7 separate regions of the Mus musculus genome follow, and all the other regions are linked to region 1. A link is a contact called in public HiChIP or PLAC-seq, Micro-C and promoter capture Hi-C data. All regions are on one chromosome and are shown on one strand. The core of a region is the stretch at or near the end of the contact, and the rest is flanking DNA. Distances in the headings are between cores, read along the strand shown.

Region 1 (2,878 bases), core at 235-2,734:
TTCCTATTGCCAACCTCACAAAGTAGCCCTAACCCCAGAGGACTGTGAAACTATGTAGATCCAGGCTGCGATGTAACCTCACAGACGAAGCTTGGGTGACCTCAGCTGTAGGGAGGCCACCTCTGCACGCCAGAAACGCCATCCACCTTCACACAGTTCCGTCTAATCCAACTTGTTCCACAAATGTCTCGCACTAGGTTATAAACCCTCCAACTGCATCTGTCCTGAACTTCTCTGCCTCTGTGACACAGTTACGCCATTCCTCCATGTCTGCTTCCTTCACCTGTGAAAGCCAAGGCTCCCATAATAGATCAGTATTTGGAATCCTTTGCTATACCAGTCTGATCTTGTGCCAAGGAACTTCTGTTGCCTACAGCAAAGCAACTGATGCCAAACCTCCAGTTTCTCCCACCTGACTAGCTACTTGGTTCCAATGGCTTCTTAAGATGCCTCAAGATGCTTAACAACCAACTACACTCCTCCTCCGGCCTCCATTGCTCTTTCTGCATGAAGTTTCACAACCGAATTATTAAATAGACCTTAAAATTAGATCACACCCACACAGAAGACAGTCACTAAATTGATGGAATTGCTACTGTTACCTCTTGGCCAGCTCTGAACATCCAGTCCATGAGTCTTGTCTCTTTCCTACCTGCCTCAGGACATGGCCCTTCTGTACCCCATACAGAACTGGCACCCATCTGGCAAAAGGAAACATGTTCTCTGCAGACACTGGCATGGTGTAGGAATGAATAGACCAATGTTTCAATTTTCCTAGCAAACAAACGGACTGAAGTTGGGCTAAACTTCCAAACTACTCATTTTCTGTTTTCTATCAGCTGATTGCTGCCAAATGCCTCTCTCTTGTGAATGTAGATAAACACACACTCCTATATGTCCACGGGCACGCCACTCCAGCTCGATCTCGGAAACCCTGTATTGGACCCGTTATACCCACTCCCAGTGAAAGTCCAGATCCTAGACCGGGTGGGTTTCTTTGGCACCTCGCCCCATCTTCAACCACGAGCCGTTAAATACAATTCCCTACTCCCAGGCCGTTTGATTTTTTTTGCAAACGCTGCAGAGTAAAACATAAATTACAACTCAGAAGTCTAGCAACAGGAATGACCTGAGGCTGAGCTCGGACAACCTGCCAGCCGCATAAGATCTACACAGGGTAAAGTAGCTCCAAGGAGCCTAGTCACCCCTGCAGAGCAGTGGAGTACCCTTGGCGAGTCCTAACCAGGGGGCCCAGGCCCCTGACCTCCTCCAGCGGGCAGGTCAGTTGCTACCTGGTCCAGCAGCCGGTAGATGGTTATGCCTGAGGCCTCTACCAGGAGCTGCCAATCGGCCCCGGTCAGCGCCGGTTTCTGGAGTTCAGCACAAGCCTCCCGGAACTGCTCGTCCGAGAAGCAGCATGCGGCCCCCGCCATCCTTCCGCAGCCAGGATACAGCGCCCGGAGCGCAGGTCACTCACTGGCCCTTAGAGAGATCGGGGGCGGGGTCACAAGGTGACCCCAACCTGATTGGCAGGGAAGAGAGAAGGCGGGACTTGGTCGAGGAGGCGGGACGTGGGAGGGCGGGGGTGGGGAGCGGAGGTTAAGAGGGCGGTTCCAGATCTGAAGACAGGCGGGGCTAAGCAAAGGTTAAGAAGAATGCCGAGTTAAAAAATACTAGAAAAAAAGCTGTCGCTTATCTGGAGAAAGAAGGAAGGGCTGAAGAAGTAGGGAAACTTCTGGAAGTAGGGCCAGCACATCCTATACTCACCTCCACACCCTTCAAACCTGCGTGAGATTCCTACCCCCTACCTCTCTGAAGGTGGAAAGGTCTCTGGAAGACATTTGGGGAGAGGGACCGAACACAAATGCTTGAAAGTCTCAGAGGTCAGATGCTAGTTTTATATATATATATAATTTTTTAAAAATGCTCTTCTTTCTGGTATACATTTTGAAACCGTGTTTTGTGAATCAATCCCTTAGAATCAGCAGAAGGGCAAGGAAGTCACAATTAAGAAATCAGATCACAATGGACAAGATTTTTGTGGGTACAAATGATATGAAAGATAAGGTACCTGGATTTCTGCAGCTTGCATAATTTAGGTCTTGCAACTCAAAGATCTTTTTGTTCATTTGAGTCTTACTCAGCCGAAATCTGCAACCCTGGCTTTGAGTAAAGTAGGGAGTTCAAAGATAAGTGCAAACACCACTCAATTGCCAAGACCGCCTGGAAAGCCAAATTGCCTAATCTGTAAAATGGGTCAAAGACTGTGCTGCCTTAAATAGTCGAGGGCCGTAGAATATCCCAGTGCCTACCAAAGTGGTATTTAATGATCATTCCCTCTTGTTTTTCAGGAATAAACTGAAACACAATTTTTTCAATACTAGAAGGGGAAAAAAAGTGGTTAAAAAAAAAAACTATTGAAAGCCAGTTTACAAAAGCCCCACGGTCACATTTGCCAAAAAACAGACAGATCACTGTTTTATTTGCCTCAGCATGGATTTTCTTGTACAGGACAGAAGGAAAGTAAGTTATTCCAAAACACGGGAAAGATTGCTTCAAGACAAATTTCCTTGCAGTTTTAGTGGTAGCCTGTAAGCTTTCTCACAGGTGTAAACTATTACTGAAACAAGCAATCCACTCACACTCATCCAACAAGGAAACCAATGTGGAGGATTGTCAAAGATTGCCAAAGGACCAGTCATGATTGTGTGCTTTCATGGGATCGGAACTTTGTCACCACAGAAATATTGATGGATTAAGAGAGGCCCAAGGGAATGAACAGGACCATAGAAGAAACAAGAGACCAAATTCAAACTGCTTTATTGTACATGTTTAAATATGTTGTCTGTCTGTCTGCCTCTCTCTCTCTCTCTCTCTC
Region 2 (2,878 bases), core at 200-2,699, 900 kb before region 1:
CAGGATTTCTCACTTGAACTCAGAGCTCACCCACAGGCTAGCCAGCTCCCTCTGGAGGTCACCGGTAACAGGGGGTGGGGTGGGGTACCCACCTGGCGTTTCCGTGGGTTCTACCTTATCAAAACTCAATGTTTGGACGGCCAGTGCTTTAATCACTTCAGCACTCTTTCTGGTTTTCACATGGGTGCTAAGAGATTGGAACTCAGATCCTCATACCTGAGCAGGAAGTGCTCTTATTCACTGAACCATCTCCCCAGCCCCGGGTTATATGGGGGTGGGGTGGGGTGAGGGTGGGGGGGGACGACACACATTTATCTTTTCTTTTCTTTTCTTTTCTTTTCTTTTCTTTTCTTTTCTTTTCTTTTCTTTTCTTTTCTTTTCTTTTCTTTTCTTTTCTTTTCTTTTCTTTTCTTTTCTTTTCTTTTCTTTTCTTTTCTTTTCTTTTCTTTTCTTTTCTTTTCTTTTCTTGGTCTTTTTGAGACAGGGTTGCTCTGTATAGCCCTGGCTGTCCTGGCACTCACTTTGTAGACCAGGCTGGCCTCGAACTCAGAAATCCACCTGCCTCTGCCTCCCAAGTGCTGGGATTAAAGGCATGCGCCACCACGCCCGACTCACACTTACCTTTCTTATGAACTCCCCCAGAATTTAGAAACCTGCTGAGCCTAGGAGCCACTCCTAAGGTACCTAGGAAATTGTTCTCTGGAATGGTCTAAAGGAGGGAAAATTGCTTCTATTGTTCAGAAGGAAAAAGGGAAAAGGAGTGTGTGAGTGCACGTGTGCATAAGTATGCTGGGTCAGGTGGTGGAGACACAGCACGGGCCACACCCACTCAAGGCGCACTCGGGGATTGCCTGTGACAAGGGCTAGTTTACTGAGCAAGGGTGGGCCCAGGACTGTAAGGGCTCGGCTGGCCACTAGGGGTCAGTGTGTCTCCGCTGCAGGCGCCAGCGGGCGGCTCACCTGATTGTTGCAGACTCCTGCTGACAGTTCCCCCTCTTGCTTTGTATTTGGACAAAACAAAACAAACAAACAAAACAAAAAATCACCACCACTGCAGCAGCAGCAGCAGCAGCAGCAGCAACAACAACAACAACAGAAAAAATTTCTCTGTTGCAAGGAAGAGAGTCTAAATAGCCTAAATAACACACTTTCTCTTTGAAGGAAAATGCAGAAGGTGGTTAAACTGGCTGTCTTTAGCGTGCCTGGGCGGAGGGAGCATAGCTCCAATTGTGGTTTCTGGCCTGGTTATCTTGGTGCCTCTGAGGATGACACGGGGGAAGGGGGTGTCTGTTGAATTCTTCCTTTTCTATTTTCTGCCTCAGCGAGGAGGAGGGTGTTAATACCGCTTGGCAGTTACATGAAACCGAGGCGGATGGTGACGGGGTGTGTTAACAAACAAGGGCAGGAAATAGTGTCATATTTTCTGGAGAGCGAACCGCTCCCAGGAGACAGACTACAGGATTCCACCCGAGGAGACTCTTGGAAGGGGCGGCGGGGCGGATAAGAAGTCCTGCCTCGAGCGAGCTTCCCTCGCCTTTCACTTTCTGGTATCTCCGTACAGTGACACATTCGGTTTTATCCCCAGTCTGGCTAACTAGACAAATCACTGGGCATAAAAAGAAAACTATCCACTTTGATCTGGTTTCGTTTTGGCAATTAGTTATCCCTTTGTCAAGAATGGCCTCTGGAAATAAGACTTCAGGGCCGGAGCTTGGAACATACGCAGAATCTGGGCTGTGTTGATTTTTATCCTCGAGTCCAACCGCTGGCTGGCCAGGTGGGACAGGGATAAGCCGTCTCCTTGCCTCGGCTTCTTTGTCATCCTCCATCACATCTTTTCTAGTTCTTTAAGAATTCCACCTGCCTGCCATTGGGTTAATGATGAACTTTCTCTGAACTTGAATCACATACAGTGAGCACCCGAAGACTGGCTAGGCTGCCCCATTCTCTTTTTTTTAAAGATTTACTTATTTTTATTTATATGACTACACTGTAGCTGTCTTCAGACACACACCAGAAGAATGCATTGGGCCCCATTACAAATGGCTGTGAGCCACCATGTGGTTGCTTGGGAATTGAACTCAGGACCTCTGGAAGAGCAGTCAGTGCCCTTTAACCACTGAGCCATCTCTCCAGCCCTGCCACATTCTTCTTTGTATCTCAGGTACGATGCCTGATACATTTTCATCGGCAGTAGGGAATAACAACAACCACAACAATAATGATAATAGAAATATAGATGAAAAGATTAAAGAACAATAGCCTTAATTCCTCTACTGCAACTATTGGCCAATGCATACCGAGTGAATTCCACATCAACTGGACTCTCTCTGCTTTCTCTTATTTCACACGGATACCAGGAGATCCGGCCAAGGATTCCATCTTCCCATCATGATCACTTTATAGACTGGCGGGTGGAGCCTGGGTGTGTGTTGGGGTAACTAGTAGACCTCCAGTTCTAGAATCTGGCAAGCACCAGGCAGGGCTGCAGACCTGGCCTCTCATCATGTGGCAGGTCTCTCCCTTCTGGGACAGCTCTGCTGCACCTGCATTCTATACACTGCATGGAACACATGCTCACGTGTGTGGCTGGAAATCCTATGAACCTTTCCGTGCTCTCCCTACCAAGACTAAGCTTCTAAGGCTAGGGTGATGGCTGCAGCTCTCTGGAGAGAAAGGATGAGTCAGAGCTGGGATTCAGGCCTGACCTGAAAAGATGGCCACAGGGGCTGGGTCTTCAGAGACACTGGACATAGAATCTGCAGTCTTTGCTGCCATTTCTGAATGGCTTGTCCCTTTACATTTATTGAGAGTCTTACACCTTCCTCTTTTTTCATTTGCAAAGTAGATGTTTCCATAAAAACCCAACAATGCAAAC
Region 3 (2,878 bases), core at 186-2,685, 820 kb before region 1:
CCATACTCCTGGGAAAGCCAAGCCGTAGTTGGTAGGCCATGTGTGGACTATGGGATGGGTGGCTCAGCATGGACTTGCTTTTTTTTGGGGGGGGGGTTGTAGAATTTATTCAGTGACTTGGTCCCTGGGAGCACCCACCCAAGCCAGCTGTTTGAAAAGTGAGAAGCCAGCTAGGGCCTGCTGGCTGCCTCAGTCTCTCTTCTCCCCAAGTGAGCAGGTTCTGACTTTAAAAGAACCCCCCCCCCCCCGCACCTTCCTGGCTGCCCACTGATTGCCCTGGGTCTGTGACAATGATAGTGGCCAGCTGCCAAGGGCCCAGGCTCCAGCCCAGGCAATTCCTTTGCTCCCACCTGCTACTTGAGTCTGCACTCTGGCTCTGTGCCCAGTGATTCTCTAGCACGGAGACATGAGATGCGGGTTTCAGAGTCAGGCAGAGCCCGTCTATGCCAGCATCTCAGAGGTTAGCCCTACAACCTGAGGCAAGCCAGAGAACCTTCCTAGGGTCTGTGTCTGTGAGAAGGAAGGGAACATGACGTACACTTCCCAGAGCTGTTGAGCGATAGGACTCTGATCACAGAGTGACTTATAAGAGAGCACTCACTAAATGGCAAGTGCTTCTCTTTGTGGTGAGAGATTTGGGTTCCGTGTCTGGGGTGACTTTATATCAGTGTGTGTCCTGTACGTGTGTGTGTGTGTGTGTGTGTGTGTGTGTGTGTGTGTGTGTATGTATGTGTGTGTGTGCACATAGGAGCATGCAGGTGTCTGTGCCTATGTGTGCACATGCAGAGGCCAGAGCAGGATTTTGGGTATGTTCCTTTTACTGCCTTGAGATAGACTCTCTCACTGAACCTGAAGCTCACTCTCTCTCAGCTGGACACTCTCAGTGTGGGAAATCTATCTGCCTCTGCATCCTCTAGTGCACCGGTTCCAGGCACATAGAACTATGCCCGGCGTTTTAACTGCGTGCTGGGATTTCAAACTCAGGTCGTCATGTTTGTGGAGCAAGATTTCTTATACACTGAATCATCTCTCCAGGCCCTCTATGCCTTTTCAAAGCTGCAACCTCCTCTCCACATCTTCTTGGGGCAGAAATACATTCCCTGCTGGTAGATGAGACGACTGGAGATAGAAGAAGACATGAGGAACCACCAACCATACCAGCCAGGAAGCAGCAAAGGCTGGCTTCGAACCCAGTGCACCCCGGGTTTTGAATCCCAGTTCCGGAAAGCCACTGGGGCGGCCTCTTTGATCTCCCAAAGCTGCTGTCCAACAGTGTGCCAAGGGGAGGGCGGAGAAGCTGCTCTCCAGGCCAGCCCCTCCTCACCCGCCGCCCAGGGCCGGCTGGCGGCCAGCGGGAGGCATTCCAGAGGCTGCCTGCCTGTGCTCACGCCTGAGGAATGTCTTGCGAAGTCGCGCCTAAGCCCTCTGTGTCTGACTCATCATCTCTCCGTCTCCAGGAGTGTCAGAGAAGAGCTCCCTTAATCCCTCCTGTCCTCGGTCCCAGGCTTTCATTTGTCAAACTAAAAATATTCCCTCCAGGAACCTCCTTTAGCCAGGGGCTGAAGGAGGTACAAGGGGGATGACATTTTCAGCGTCACTTCCTGACAGCGCCTCCCTATTGTTCCCTGGGCCAGGGGCAGCCAGCGGCAGCGAGGGGCCTCTGTCATTTTTGGGCCATAGCCAGCAGTCCAACTTTTTCTTCTGTAAGCACCTTCCTTTTTCCATGCGGGGAGGGAAGCTGAGATGGCCCGTCAGCCTGACAGGCAGCCTTGCCCCTGGTCCCTTGGGGCTGCCTCGTGATTCATGCCAGGTGAGGACTCTAGAAATGCCAAGTTCATTTCCTTTGCCGCCCGAGGGGAGGGTGGGCTGGCACGGTTCGTACTTGTCTGCGAGGCTGGTTTAACTACTGATGAAGAGGTGGGGAGTTTGAAGGTAAAGGAGAAAATGAGGAAATCCAGTGTGCTGGTGTCTTAGTTGAGACAGATAGTCATGGGCTCCCTGCGTGGGAAGGTAGCGACGGAGGGTAGCTGATGAGGCTTGCCTCTCTTTCCTTTCCTCACCTTGTTACTCCTGGCACAGCCACACTCCTCACGCTCCACACATTAACCTGGTCAGAAATCTTGGCTCAAAGGGATAAAGCGACCTCCTTGGGACACTGTGGGTTCTCCTTGGCTGGTACTTGCTCACTGGTCAAATGGTGCAGCAGCTCAGATTTGCAGGTCCTGATTCCATCAACAGAAGCCGTGTGAGCCCCAGTGAGGTTCCTCACCTCTGAGCCTCATCACAGCCTTCTTCACCTGTGGACAGCGCCTGTTCCCCCAGGCTTTCATGAAGACGTAAACTGAATTATATGCTGCTCACCACTTAATGAGGACCGAGTCTAAACTGTTCCAATCACTATCCTCCCGTAAGACTCAACAACAGAACCTGCTACACCCTTGCAATCAGGAGCCCTGGCTATAAGTTCATTAGCCTTTACTACTATGTGGCTTGAGGCAAATCCCCTAACATGGGCGGGTCACATGCGCTTATTTGTGACAAGCAGGGTTTGGACCTGCTTTCCTCTTCTTGGACCTAAAAATTCCTCAATTGTGGGCATGCTCAGTATTAGATGCCAATGGAAAGTTTCTTCCTTGTGTGTTATTTAATTTTTTTTCCCTAAACAAAGAGAGGACGCTTATTTGACTCACTGTTTTGGAGATATTATTAAGTCAAAGGGTTACATCTGGTGACAGCTGTCTTGCTGGCAGAATTCCAAGGTGGCTCTCAATCTCACATAGTAAGGAGCATATGGGGTCTCCTTCATCTAAGGGACTGCTTGCTATGGGCTGAATTGTGCAATCTCCCCCACCCCCCCATCCCAAATTTGCAGATCGAA
Region 4 (2,878 bases), core at 108-2,607, 700 kb before region 1:
AAAGTTCATTGAAAACCCTCGCTAGAGGGTGGTGAAACTGGTTGGAGGTGGTGGGGGTAGGGGGGGCGTTGGTGGGGATCCATCAAGTGTCTGGGCGCGGGCAGGGGGCCCCCCCGAGTTCTAGCAGGAACACTTACACTCGGAAATGATGGGGTACTGGATGGGAATCCAGCCGCAGCGCTGACCCCCGCGCCGCTGACAGCGCCACCGCAGCACCGTGAGGTGCACAGACTTGGATGGCTTACACACCATGCCCTCGGGCACAGAGCAGGAGCGCTTGCTGAAGCAGCTGCCCACCTTCACGTAGCGTGGCCAAAAGCGGCTGCCTAGGTCATTCCACGCGTACAGCACCGGGCAGAAGGTCTGTGACCACAGCCACATCTGTAACTTCCTCCTCAGCTTCTTGCTCAGGCGCTGTTTCTTGCCTTGGGCCAAGCCCTCGGAGAACTCCAGCCCTTTGATCTCGCTCGGCATGGCCCCCGACGGCCGCTGCCGCAGCAGCTGGTCCAGCTCCGCCAGGTCCTCGGCACCTCCAGCCGGTCCCCCGCCCCCTCCGGGTCGGTCCTCAGGGGGCGAAGTAGCCATAAAGCCCGGGTCGTAGTGGCCCCCGAGCAGCGAGCGCAGCAGCGTCTCGTTCAGATCCTTCTCCTTAGGGTCAAAGATAGGGTCTGGATGTTCGATGAGGTCCACCAGGGGCAGGTTGTCGCTGGGTGCTGGGCGGATGTGTAGATAGTGCTGGCCGCCGGCTGGTGCTGCCCGCAGCCCCAGGACCACCACCAGGGCGTAGAGGGTGACCCCCAGGCTGGGGCAGCGCTCCATGCCTCCCGCGCGCGCCCCGGGGCTGCCTCTTCGTCCCGCGTCCCCGGAGGAGAGCACGCCGAGTCCGCGGCGCTGCCGTGCTCCCCGGTCCCTCCGGAGGTGGCTCACCCGAGGCTGAGCAGGCGCAGGGCAGGCAGCATGAGCCGCGAGGAGAGCCGTTCGCGCAGCGCCGGCTCCCGCCGCGGCGCAGAAGACGCGCACGAGTTGGTCGCAATTCCCCCCCGCCGCTCTACTTGGGAAGGCGGCCGCGGTCGGGCATCCGAGATTACTCCAGCGCGACCGTGGGGCGCTGGGGGCGCCGGCTCCTCGCTGTTCTCCCGGGCTGCCGGCGGCGCAGGGCGCGTGGACGAGCCTTTTCCCTCCTCCTCCTCCGGTCGCTCGGCGTCTTGTTTCTCTGTGCGGAGCCTCCGGTAGAGCGGGTCCTGGGCCACTTCTCTCTGCCTGCTCCGGGCAGCGCAGCCGGCTCTGCCCGGCGGACTCCAGCGGCGGTGGCGGCGGTGGCGGCGGCGGCGTCCGCGCACGTTGGCACCGGTTTGTCTGTCTCGCAGGGTCCAAGCCTTTAAATTTCCTGCACTTTCAGCTCCATCACCATGGAAACCACTGACTCTCTCTCCGCGTTGCCCCCTCCCCCTTCTTCCCCCCAAACAACAACCCCACCCCCAACTCCTCCACCCGCGAGGAGCCGGAGACGCACGGGCTCGGGGGGAAAGCGACTGCACTGGTCGCCGCGGCGGCGGCGGCGGCGGCGGCTCCGGCAGCGCCCAGGACTGTGCCCCGCCGGACCCAGATGCCCCGGGAAGCCGACAGTCAGGCTGCCCGCCGGAGCTCACAGGCGGCGGCGGCGCGGCAGCGGCGGTGGCGGCGGCGGCGGTGGCGCTTGGCAGGTCTCCGCGCAATTTTCTCTCCCCCCCCCAACCCCCGCCCCGGTTCTCCTCCTCCTACAAAATGCACCGCCCCCCTCCTTTCTCCTGGAGCAATGCAATGGGGCTCTAGGCGCCCCGCCAGGGCCAGTCCCGGGGAAAGCTCGTGGCGGCGCTGGAGCCAGGCTGGAGGGTGCAGGGCTGGAGTTGAGGGGTGTGGGGTTGTCGAGGTGGGGCTGGGGGACTCTCACTAGCTGAGTGATTTGTACCGGGAGGGGAGCAGCAGGGAGATGCCGGGGGCCCGGTTTCCAGTGCAGTTCCTAGCAAGAAATTTCTCCATGTGCATGGAGCATTTTCCCGGGTGCGTGTCTTTTTTACACTCTCTCTCTCTCTCTCTCTCTCTCTCTCTCTCTCTCTCTCTCTCTCTCTCTCTCTCTCTCTCTCGGGCTTGGGGTAAGTCCCCTCCCCCCAACACACACACACACACACACACACACACACACACACACACACACACACACACACACACACACCAAGAGCCGCAGCGTTGCGCAGCGTGATGTAATTTCTAGGTAGCACCCCTTCTCTGCCCCTCAGATCCACGAAGCGGGGAGTCGGGGGTCTTCTCACCCTCCTCCTTCGCCTAGTCCTACCGGGTGAGTGGCGGGGAGATAGAGGTACATCCTCCTAGCCTGTGGCTCTCCTAATCTTCGCTGCTTGGTACAACTAGCTCTCACCTCCCTGGGGGCGGCGCGCCCTCTGCTGGCCCTTTGTGATCCCTGCATTTAGTTCTGGCTGGTGTGTGTGTGTGTGTGTGTGTGTGCGCATCTGTGCCATATTTACACACTGACAGGCACTTTATGCTTTTGAATGCTTTCTCATAGATCTCCAGACTTAGTGTAAACAAAGATCCTGAGATTTTCCTCCAAGGTACTTCGATTTCACAAGTACACAGGTTTGCATCATCTGGCTGGGGCAAACAGCCTCAGTGGGCAGAGAGTGGTGACTAGAAAAGGAAATGTATACTAGAAATAAGGTACCCTAGTTCTGGATGCTGTCCACTCTGGCACATCTATGTAGACCTTGGGTAAGTCGCTTGGGTGGCACTCTAAACTTTAGTTTTTGGATTAGTGACCTAAGTTCCCCCCCCCCCCCAACCATCTTATAGTTCTAACAACTGAGTTAGGTCACTAATCCAA
Region 5 (2,878 bases), core at 227-2,726, 660 kb after region 1:
GGGCAAGGAGAAAATCCTGTTACACAAGTTCGGAGAAGAGCCTAAAACCAGAATATGATATTCCTGAACATGTTAAGACCACTCAGGGAGCAACTACCCTCTTAATGACACACATACTTTAGATACCATTCCCTCTGTGCATTGCTTCCTAACGCTCAAGGGTAAGACGGCGGCCCTTTCTAACTCTGAAAGCTTTTTCTTCTCCCTCTTTCCCATTCCAAACATCTGCCAGAATCCTAAGCCTGCTTGCCCTGATTACTCCCCGCCCCCTGTCGAACCCCCTCTCGCCCCACCTCCCAAGCAGCTGCTCAGAATTCCATGGGCTGAGCTTGCTTACTTTCCCCACTTTCTTGGCTCCATCACCCTCCTTGCAGCTGCTGCCAGCCCATTAGTCTGTGCTGTTGTGTTCTCAAACTTCTGGGTTACCTTTGAATTTCTTTCATCTACAAGACTAAAAACTTTCAAAGGGGACCCCAGGTTTCTCAATTACATTGCAATGACTTCAAAAGCAGAGGCCTTAGGTGCTACCTTCGGGTTCTTTCCAAACAAGCCACAGAACTATTCAGGCCCGTAGCAAAGGGCCATAGGCTAGCCATCTACAGCCAGTCCTTGGCTTCCAAACTAGAAGTGAATTGGTCCAGAGAGACATTTGCTCGGGAGAGCAGGTTATTTATCCAATTCTACCTACAGCGTGTTGCTCTCCTGCGCACGAATTGGCCCCTTTCTAACTATGCTACCTCATCGCTAAAGAGAAGGAGACAGACTCCAAGACACACTATAAAAGTCTCTTCTGCTCTATTTCTTACAAATGGTGACAACAATGAGAACGGCCAAAGGACAAGTGCTTTTCCTTCCCTTTCTTTTCTTTGCCCCTTTTTCTTTACTTTCAGGGTCCCCCACTCCCACCCCGCCAACTGGGTTTCAGATTATCTTCTGAGGATCAAATTTTAGTTTCTCAAGATCTTATACTCCTCCAGTAAGCTAACTCAAAGCTTTCTCTATTTACACTTTCAAAATCAGAGTTCCCTTTCTTCTTCTCCTCTGTCCTAGAGAGGCTGGGCAAAGCAAGAAAAGAAAGCCCACTAGGTATGGCATATACCTGTGGCTCAACTCAAAAAGCTGAGGCTGGAAGGCTGTGGGTGCAAGGCCAGACAGGTCAGCAGTACAAGATCTTGTCTTAAAAATGGTAAAAGGAAGAAAAGAAGAAGCGGGTAGGGGGGCAGGCAGAAAGAGGAAATACCTAGAAGAAAACTAGCTGCTCAGGGTCAGAGCAAAGTGCCCAAAGCCAAGTGTGCAATGCCAAGGAAGTAAATCCAGGAAAGATACATTGCCATTCTATATTCCTGTGCCCATATCAGACTCTTAAATCAGTCTGACTGCAGCCTCTCAGCCCTCCCCCTCTATACAGGCCAAAGGAATCCGGTCTCCACCCTGTGAGGTTCTAAGTCCACTGTCACACAGCTGTAAGGAAAAGAGAGGCTGCAACCTCCCTGAGTCTCCCAAAGTACAGGAGCCCTGTGAGTCAGCTATGGGCCTCACATAGGCTGGAGGAACAGGGGAAGACTTCCACGGAAATACATTTCAGACAGGACACAGAGAACAAGTTGCATACAAATGGAGTCTCTGGTAAAGTGTGAATGGAAGGACAGGAAACAAGAGGCCTTTGTGTTAGCAAAAAGTCCCTGGTTAGGTGGATGTGCGGAAAAGTCCCAACCAGTTTTGAGTGGAGACTTCTCCTATTTGCTAATAACTACTTCCCACCCGTTCTTCTTCCAGATTCAATGGCTGCAGCATAAGGACCTCACTGGCCACTGGTTTCTGACAGGGTTCAACTAGTAGGGCTTGCTGGTACGTTATAGGAGGGAGGGGTAGGACCATGTTCTGGATATCATTCACTGTGTGCACTTCTACCCTCTGCAATGACAACCTAGGCTCATGTTGAGCCTCCAGAGTCTCCTACGGTTCTATGAGAAGGTGGCCAATCAGAAAGTGGCATTTATCTCTCAACACCCAGGGTTGACCTGCTATTGGTCCCCAGAGTTCAGATAGGCAGAAGAAAATTACAAACAGTAAAAACGAAGAATCTAAAGAATCACTCTTTTCATCTCAAGTCAACCTTTGTTGGTCACGGTAATAAGTATTTATCTTTAAACAGAGGTTCCTATCATTTCTCTCCACAGAGGAATACTCAAGGTTCATTGTCTTAGCCATACTAGTTGATTAGAATAAAAAAAGTTAAATAGGATTAAAAAAATATATGGCAAAAGGAATTAGGAACAGCTTTGTTCACACCAGGTCTTTATGTATTACTTACAAAAAGCACAAGAAGAAAATTAAAGTTAAATATTGTATAGTCTTTGTAATCAAGCTTATCTGCGTCAGAGGTGAACATGGGCTGGACTCTAATGTTGACTCATTACACAAGTGTCCTGGACTCTGGCATCAGCACAGCAACCAGCAAATGACCATCATACTTGAAAACCACTCCACATCTGCACCCGCACGCCAAGACCAGAAGACATTGTTCTTAACGGAATAACATATAAAACTCGGTTCACATACTTAAGTGGAACGTTTCCACATACATTTTTATTAAAGGATTGTTTGCTATGGCTGGGTAAGAAAAATGGGAGGAAAGTCATAAAACACTTCATTTTAGGCTTAGAGCAGGTTTGGGAAGATCATGTTAAACTAGAAATACTGATGCAGTAAATTTGAAAAAAATTGTTACCTGCCACATGCCCTTTCGTTTTGATATTTGCGGTTAAATTTTAATTTAACATACTTGTTAGCGATACAAGCTACAAATTTTATATCTCATAATGGGTCAGTTGTTTTTGTTTTGTTTTTTAAGGATTACTACATATGAACTCTAACG
Region 6 (2,878 bases), core at 196-2,695, 610 kb after region 1:
TTAATTTCTGCTCTTGAATTAGAGAATTTTGGATGGAGCCAACTCCTGGGAATGCTTGGTATATGCCTTAGCTTTCCGAGCCTGTTCGAAGCTAACTGCAACCCCCCTTTTCTAGCTTCATTCTACCTTCCATTATAGCATACAAGTTCCTCAAGCTTTTCAGAGGACGGTCCCCAAACCAGCTAATGTTTCCAGGATTTTATACATGGCCACTCAACAATGCTAGCATCTACCCTATTTCTCTACAAGAATAACCGTCACACCCCCACCGCCAGGCTCAAATGCTATCTTTGCTGAACAAATATACGTTATTTCCCTGTATTAGAGCACTGACTTTCTACTGTCCCCTTACTCACACCCAATTCTACCCTCTTCGAAACCAGACATCTTGATACTAATACAGCTAACTCTCAGACTATTCGCTCACTCCTATGGTTGGCTAGATCAGGGCATCATGGTTGTTTCCCCTGCACACTGCAAAAAATATAACAGCTCACTAATAAATGAATGCGGTCCAGGACAGAGCTCTGGGAAATCATCACGCTATACCATAATGGAAACAATAATGACATCAAAGAAGAGCGTGACATTGCAACGTGAACTGTCTTGGCTACTGCTCCCTCAGTGTGCACCAATGGGACTGGGCTCTGTCTACCAGAAGCTTTGCCCTCCCATGCATCCAAATGCTTTAACCCTAGTTCAGCAATGTGTTTAGCATATGCTCCAAGGAGCTACAATCGGAAAGTGAAATATGGCCCTCCCCAGTTTGTGACCATTACTAACGTGGGCACTTATGTCAGTGGCACCTTTGTCTTTACTTACAAGCTTGACATAAATTGTTCAATCGATCAAACGTAAAATGACAAATAGCTGTATGAGATTATGTCTTTATGTGGCGAGGAAGAATGCTGCCGAGGATACTATGGCAGTGGCTCAGAGGGCCATTGCAATTTCAGAGGCAGGAGAGGAAATATACTCTTCCAGGCAAACAGGCAGAGTACATAGCTACATGTGCATGTTCTATAGAGAGCTTTTCTATGTATTTTGAACATGTCTTAAGGATCAACTATATGCAATACACAAAGTTCCTTCAAATCAACACAGAAGCGTTCTTCTTTATGTTACTAGCAATGAGAGAAAAACAATCATTCAAACAATTTAAAATGTTATCAATGCTCTGATACACAGGGCTAAGGAGATGAACCTTGGTCTGGAAGGAAGCTGGTGGCAGTGGATAGTGGAGAGAACTGTGACAGAATGACTGTGGCAAAGCCATTCATTAATAGTATCTGAGTGACTCCCACTAAGGGAATGACGATGATGAAGAAATCGGATGGAGTCTTTGCCATCAAGAGGTACAATGAGCAATGGTTAGACTGAGCTAAAGCGATCAGGGACACAGATGCACCATTAGACACCGAGTCAGCTGATAGGAAGCACTGGAACAAGAACTAGCCACACATACAGGAAAAACAAAACCTGGCCTTATCTGCACTTGCACCGGAGGACAGGAAACAAGTCCTTTGCCAACTGCTTTATAAACTGATATCTGGAACAGTAGAATGAGAAGGAGGCACTGGTCCTGAAACAATATACCTAGACCGAGATAAGGAAGGAATGGCTCTTTCAGAAAGAGGGAAGACAAGCTTGTAAGGGTAGAGCTAGAGAAAAGAAGAGCTGAAGGCAGAAGCAGTCTACACAGGGGCGTACAGGTTACTAATAATACTAAGGTAGCTTTGTGGGAGAGGAAATAGGCAAGGTGCATTAAGAGTAGATAAAGCTACTGAGAGTTGCAACAAAAGCCAATGACAACCTAAAGACAGAGCCTAGAGAGATGGCTCAGCCAAAAAAAAAAACCCCACCTTTCTGCAAGCAGGAGAACCCTAGTACAGACCCCCATCACACACATAATAAAGTGTATGCAATTCCAGTGCTGGGAAGGCAGAGATAGGCAATGGGCTCTAGCCAGACTAGCTTAATTAGCCAGATCTAAGAGCAGTAAGAGACTTTGTCTCAAAAATTAAGGTAGAGAGTGACAAATAAAGATGGTTGACATTAACCTTGGCCTCCATCATTTTCGTGTACACATACATGTAATTGTACCAGCAAATATACACACATGTGCTTATATCAGACAGACAGACAGACAGACAGACACACACACACACACACACACACACACAAGCTTGTGCATGCGCGCGCTGCCTGACTGATTAATGGGTTTAAGAGACAGAGAGTAAAAAGGTCAGCAGTATATACTAAGATAACTGGTACATCTTAATGATATGGGAGGAAGGACATGACTCTGAACAGCCATTGAAAAGAGGCCGTTGTTTGGGAAGAAAGGAGAGGAAGGTGCGAGGTTAAGCATCACAGATTGTGCCTCAGAAGTGCTGCACCTAGGACCCCTCTAGGAGAACTAAGTGGAGATTTGTACCAGGAAGTTAGAGCTGATCAAGGGAGTGCTGAGGTTAGCAAGAGGCTTAAGGCGGCCTCGGAGGGCTCTAGACTGCCAGAGACCAGCTCATGCGGGAGAAAGGGCTTTCAGATCCTCGCCTCTCCTTACTCAGGACCTGTGGGGCTGTTCTCAGTGTATAGCTACAAGAGCTAACAAGAATTCTGCTACAGAACACCTGTCGTCCTCTTCGGGCATCCATAGGTACTACACACATTTAGTCAAGACATAGAAAATCAAGTACAAACACACACACACACACACACACACACACACACACAGACAGAGAGAGAGAGAGAGGAGTTTTAATAAATTATAGTCAAGTTAAAGGACACATAAAATTCTGAAAATAACTAACAATTGATCCATCTGCCAGCCTGGGCAACTTATCTATCTCTCTCTCTCTCTCTCTCTCTCTCTCTC
Region 7 (2,878 bases), core at 161-2,660, 560 kb after region 1:
AACCATTTGGGAGGGAAAAAAAAGTATATATTCTCATCTTATACCATATGCTGACACAATACTTTCAGTATTAAATAGAGACAGGGTGGGGGCCTGGGTAAATACACATCTGAAATATGGCCAGAAATAAACAGTTGCACTGATTTTAAAAGAAAAAAAGTAAAAGTAAATCGACAACACAAAACTTTTAGTGTTTATTAAATGGGAGAAGGGGCTTTTGTACAAGTTAAATATCTCATGTTAGGGTTCCGAGAAACGGAGTCAATGTCTCCTACAGAAATAGAACTTGGGTACTTTCTCTAGCTCCTCCATTGGGGGCCCTGTGATCCATCCAATAGCTGACTGAGCATCCACTTCTGTATTTGCCACGCACTGGCAAAGCCTCACAGGAGACAGCTATATCAGGGTCCCTTCAGCAAAATCTTGCTGGCATATGCAATAGTGTCTGGGTTTTGTGGCTGATTATGGGATGGATCCCTGGGTGGGGTAGTCTCTGGATGGTCCATCCTTTTGACTTAGCTCCAAACCAAGGAGCTGAAGGGGTCTGCAACCTTATAGGTGGAACAACAATATGAACTAACCAGTACCCCCAGAGCTCATGTCTCTAGCTGCATATGTAGCAGAAGATGGTCTAGTCGGCCATCATTGGGAAGAGAGGCCCCTTAGGTCTTGCAAACTTTATATGCCCCAGGGAACACCAGGGCCAAGAAGTGGGAGTGGGTGGGTAGGGGAGTAGGGCATGGGGAGGGTATAGGGAACTTTCGGGATAACATTTGAAATGTAAATAAAGAAAATATCTAAAGAAAGAGATCTTGTATACTAATGTGAGGAAATGGGATGAAGTGTATGATAGAGGAAATTTAAAAAGCAAGAGAGGAGATGCAAGTTAGCCAAGCACCGTGTGCAGAAGCCAGTAGTGTCATTCTGCCAGACCAGCAAGTGTGTGTGTGTGTGAAACTAGGCTTGAGAAGGAGCAACAGCACAGAGAGGCAAGGGTCCCTTAGGAGCATCCATGACCATTCCCTGTGACTAGGCCATCCCACTTTTTAATGGTTCTATCAGCCGTTTAAATCTTTACCCTGAACACTGGGCTTCCAACCCAGGGACCTCTGGGGGGATAGATATACTGTAACAGTGCTGTAGCCATGGCAACACTTGGGTTTGCTAAAGCTTGCTTAAAATGCTGCATGCACTTTAGGTGAATCACTGAGTACACATGCCATTAATACCCAAGAGCTGTGAAGCAGATCTCTAGTTATTCAGGAACTCAGGCAGAGGCAATCTCTTCATATATAATGCAAAAAGACAATAAACCAATGCAGATTTCTAAACAATACTTATGTGGGGTCAGACATGACCAGGCGAGTTTTGTTTTTAACTTGTCAGCGTTTTGTGAATAAATCATTACTACGATGTCACGAGTCCCATACGACTGTAGAACTACTGAGACTATTTTTTACACAGCAAACTGCCAAGATAAGACGTTAATAGAATCAGCCGCCTTATCACTACTTCCTCCTTGAAACAACTTCCTCCTTGGATCAAATGTTCTTGTTTGTCAGTCCAACTATTATATATTGCTCCAACACTTAAAAAAAAATGTTTAGCATCTACACAGACGTCTAAAGTGTAACCTAAATGGTGCTCCCTCCATGCATTGTATGGAACCCCATCTTCACGAGTTTCTCATAGGGAAACCTCCTATAGGAAATGGTATAAAGAAACTAATTGCGGGTCTCTATGAAGAATACCATCACTTTGCTCCCAAATTCCCCAACACTGAAAATGGTGTCTAATTAAGCCAACACAATTAAAATAACTTTATAATACAGAAAAGACAGAAAAATGTCTGTCTTGGAATCCTTCTAACACCAAGATCTTTTCTATATGAAATGAGCATAACTACTTGGGAATAGGACTCTGAAATAGACAATTATATTAGTTTTCCCTGCTATGAAATATTTGAGTGGGGTGACTTGTAAAGAAGGGGTTAGTTAGTTGTTGGCGTTTTATGTTCAAAGGTTGGGAAAGTGAGATGGGCCACCTGTGAGAAGGTGAATTGGCATGGAGAGACAAAGGTCCCATAAGAACATCCAGGGCATGACCCACGATCTAAGGATCTTTCTACTTTTTAATGGTTCTATCGTGTGCTTATATTGTTACCCTGAATACCAGGCTTGCAACACAGTAGACTCTGTGGAGATACAGCAATCATACCATAGCTATAGAAACACTGAAGTTTGCTGCATGCACTGCCAGTGAATCACTAAGTACAAATGATGTCTATGCAAACACGAATGACGACTGGAACGCTGGGAAACCAGGTTTCCTGCTCCTTTTTCAAGTAAGCTTTCCTTACCTTAGGCAGTTTCTAGTGCAGAGTCTAATGGTAGTGAAAAGAGAAGTAATTTTCTCATTACACGCACACACACAAAAGAAAATTAATGCTGAAAAATAAACCTAGCTATATTTATTCCATAAGCTTCTTTAATCCCACTGCTGTCCAACATTATAAGTGCTTTATAATGGTTTTCAGATTACTTTTGTTTGTCTTGAAACGCTTGTGTCCATAAAATCTCAGCCAATGGTTACACCGTGCATGCTAATAGAATATCACAACCAGGAAGGCAACACTGGAACAATCCACCAACCTTCTTTAGAGAAAACTAGTTTTATAATGCTCTCAGAAACAAAACAAAAAGAACAATCTGTGGATCTATACAATAGTCCAGGGGAATCCCAGGGAGGTAAGCTGGATGGAAATAGACTATTATGAAAGGCAGCTTGTGTCCTTTTAAAGGACAAAAATTGTGATCAACAATAGATTAGTGGGTGTCAGGCATGAGGAGGGTAGGTGGGAGGGGGGGGGACAGTGGCC

What was found. Promoter capture Hi-C pulls out the DNA fragments that hold promoters and counts their contacts. A called contact is a pair of places that touch in the nucleus more often than the background predicts. HiChIP or PLAC-seq counts read pairs in DNA pulled down with a chosen protein or histone mark.
Region 2: a contact with region 1 is called in a promoter capture Hi-C map of hippocampal neurons, with 5 times the contacts expected there. The contact joins the enhancer-like site here to the promoter of Pctp in region 1. A contact is called at or near these places in 7 of 39 promoter capture datasets (cranial neural crest, embryonic stem cells, frontonasal cranial neural crest and 4 more), 2 of 484 Hi-C or Micro-C datasets (the G1E-ER4 cell line and cortical neurons) and 3 of 115 datasets of contacts at active chromatin or transcription factors (embryonic limb bud, embryonic stem cells and large pre-B cells).
Region 3: a promoter capture Hi-C map of stem cell-derived epiblast-like cells shows a contact between it and region 1, with 5 times the contacts expected there. The contact joins the enhancer-like site here to the promoter of Pctp in region 1. A contact is called at or near these places in 5 of 39 promoter capture datasets (cranial neural crest, embryonic stem cells, frontonasal cranial neural crest and 2 more), 1 of 484 Hi-C or Micro-C datasets (embryonic stem cells) and 6 of 115 datasets of contacts at active chromatin or transcription factors (astrocytes, embryonic basal ganglia, embryonic limb bud and 2 more).
Region 4: a Micro-C map of embryonic stem cells shows a contact between it and region 1, with 2.8 times the contacts expected there. The contact joins the promoter of Nog here to the promoter of Pctp in region 1. A contact is called at or near these places in 1 of 39 promoter capture datasets (hippocampal neurons), 1 of 484 Hi-C or Micro-C datasets (embryonic stem cells), 3 of 115 datasets of contacts at active chromatin or transcription factors (astrocytes, craniofacial prominence and embryonic forebrain) and 1 of 9 other capture datasets (embryonic stem cells).
Region 5: a promoter capture Hi-C map of liver shows a contact between it and region 1, with 4 times the contacts expected there. The contact joins the enhancer-like site here to the promoter of Pctp in region 1. A contact is called at or near these places in 8 of 39 promoter capture datasets (the 3T3-L1 cell line, the C10 cell line, the HPC-7 cell line and 4 more), 2 of 115 datasets of contacts at active chromatin or transcription factors (extraembryonic endoderm stem cells and stem cell-derived neural progenitor cells) and 1 of 9 other capture datasets (macrophages).
Region 6: a contact with region 1 is called in a promoter capture Hi-C map of the HPC-7 cell line, with 7 times the contacts expected there. The contact joins the enhancer-like site here to the promoter of Pctp in region 1. A contact is called at or near these places in 18 of 39 promoter capture datasets (the 3T3-L1 cell line, 3T3-L1-derived adipocytes, the C10 cell line and 14 more), 1 of 15 datasets of contacts at CTCF or cohesin (the NIH/3T3 cell line), 38 of 484 Hi-C or Micro-C datasets (the AML12 cell line, the AtT-20 cell line, B cells and 29 more), 3 of 115 datasets of contacts at active chromatin or transcription factors (bone marrow-derived macrophages, embryonic forebrain and large pre-B cells) and 2 of 9 other capture datasets (adipose tissue and embryonic stem cells).
Region 7: an H3K4me3 HiChIP or PLAC-seq map of bone marrow-derived macrophages shows a contact between it and region 1, with 4 times the contacts expected there. The contact joins the enhancer-like site here to the promoter of Pctp in region 1. A contact is called at or near these places in 6 of 39 promoter capture datasets (the C10 cell line, embryonic stem cells, frontonasal cranial neural crest and 3 more) and 1 of 115 datasets of contacts at active chromatin or transcription factors (bone marrow-derived macrophages).

The regions. Positions count from the first base shown.
Region 1 is chr11:90,001,410-90,004,287 of GRCm38.p6, forward strand. Pctp (phosphatidylcholine transfer protein) reads right to left here and starts at 1,485. Exons shown (of 6, transcript NM_008796.3): 1 at 1,293-1,485. The coding sequence starts at 1,433.
Region 2 is chr11:89,099,767-89,102,644 of GRCm38.p6, forward strand. No RefSeq gene overlaps it. Among named protein-coding and RNA genes, the nearest start is that of Gm38759, 20 kb to the right of the region's middle. Within about 2 kb of position 1,450, at least 142 of the 459 cell types and tissues checked have an H3K27ac peak or open chromatin away from gene starts, as enhancers often do. A contact at or near this core is called in the G1E-ER4 cell line, cortical neurons, hippocampal neurons and 1 more, where this site is marked.
Region 3 is chr11:89,185,691-89,188,568 of GRCm38.p6, forward strand. No RefSeq gene overlaps it. Among named protein-coding and RNA genes, the nearest start is that of Gm38759, 66 kb to the left of the region's middle. Within about 2 kb of position 1,436, at least 119 of the 459 cell types and tissues checked have an H3K27ac peak or open chromatin away from gene starts, as enhancers often do. A contact at or near this core is called in astrocytes, extraembryonic endoderm stem cells and stem cell-derived epiblast-like cells, where this site is marked.
Region 4 is chr11:89,301,202-89,304,079 of GRCm38.p6, forward strand. Nog (noggin) reads right to left here and starts at 1,358. Exons shown (of 1, transcript NM_008711.2): 1 at 1-1,358. The coding sequence starts at 819. The coding sequence ends at 121.
Region 5 is chr11:90,665,110-90,667,987 of GRCm38.p6, forward strand. The region is part of intron 7 of Tom1l1 (target of myb1-like 1 (chicken)); the gene reads right to left. Among named protein-coding and RNA genes, the nearest start is that of Tom1l1, 21 kb to the right of the region's middle. Within about 2 kb of position 1,477, at least 43 of the 459 cell types and tissues checked have an H3K27ac peak or open chromatin away from gene starts, as enhancers often do. A contact at or near this core is called in the HPC-7 cell line, extraembryonic endoderm stem cells and liver, where this site is marked.
Region 6 is chr11:90,613,441-90,616,318 of GRCm38.p6, forward strand. All of the region lies in intron 4 of Stxbp4 (syntaxin binding protein 4), which reads right to left. Among named protein-coding and RNA genes, the nearest start is that of Stxbp4, 23 kb to the right of the region's middle. Within about 2 kb of position 1,446, at least 7 of the 459 cell types and tissues checked have an H3K27ac peak or open chromatin away from gene starts, as enhancers often do. A contact at or near this core is called in the G1E-ER4 cell line, the HPC-7 cell line and rod photoreceptor, where this site is marked.
Region 7 is chr11:90,557,386-90,560,263 of GRCm38.p6, forward strand. All of the region lies in intron 12 of Stxbp4 (syntaxin binding protein 4), which reads right to left. Among named protein-coding and RNA genes, the nearest start is that of Stxbp4, 79 kb to the right of the region's middle. Within about 2 kb of position 1,411, at least 40 of the 459 cell types and tissues checked have an H3K27ac peak or open chromatin away from gene starts, as enhancers often do. A contact at or near this core is called in bone marrow-derived macrophages, where this site is marked.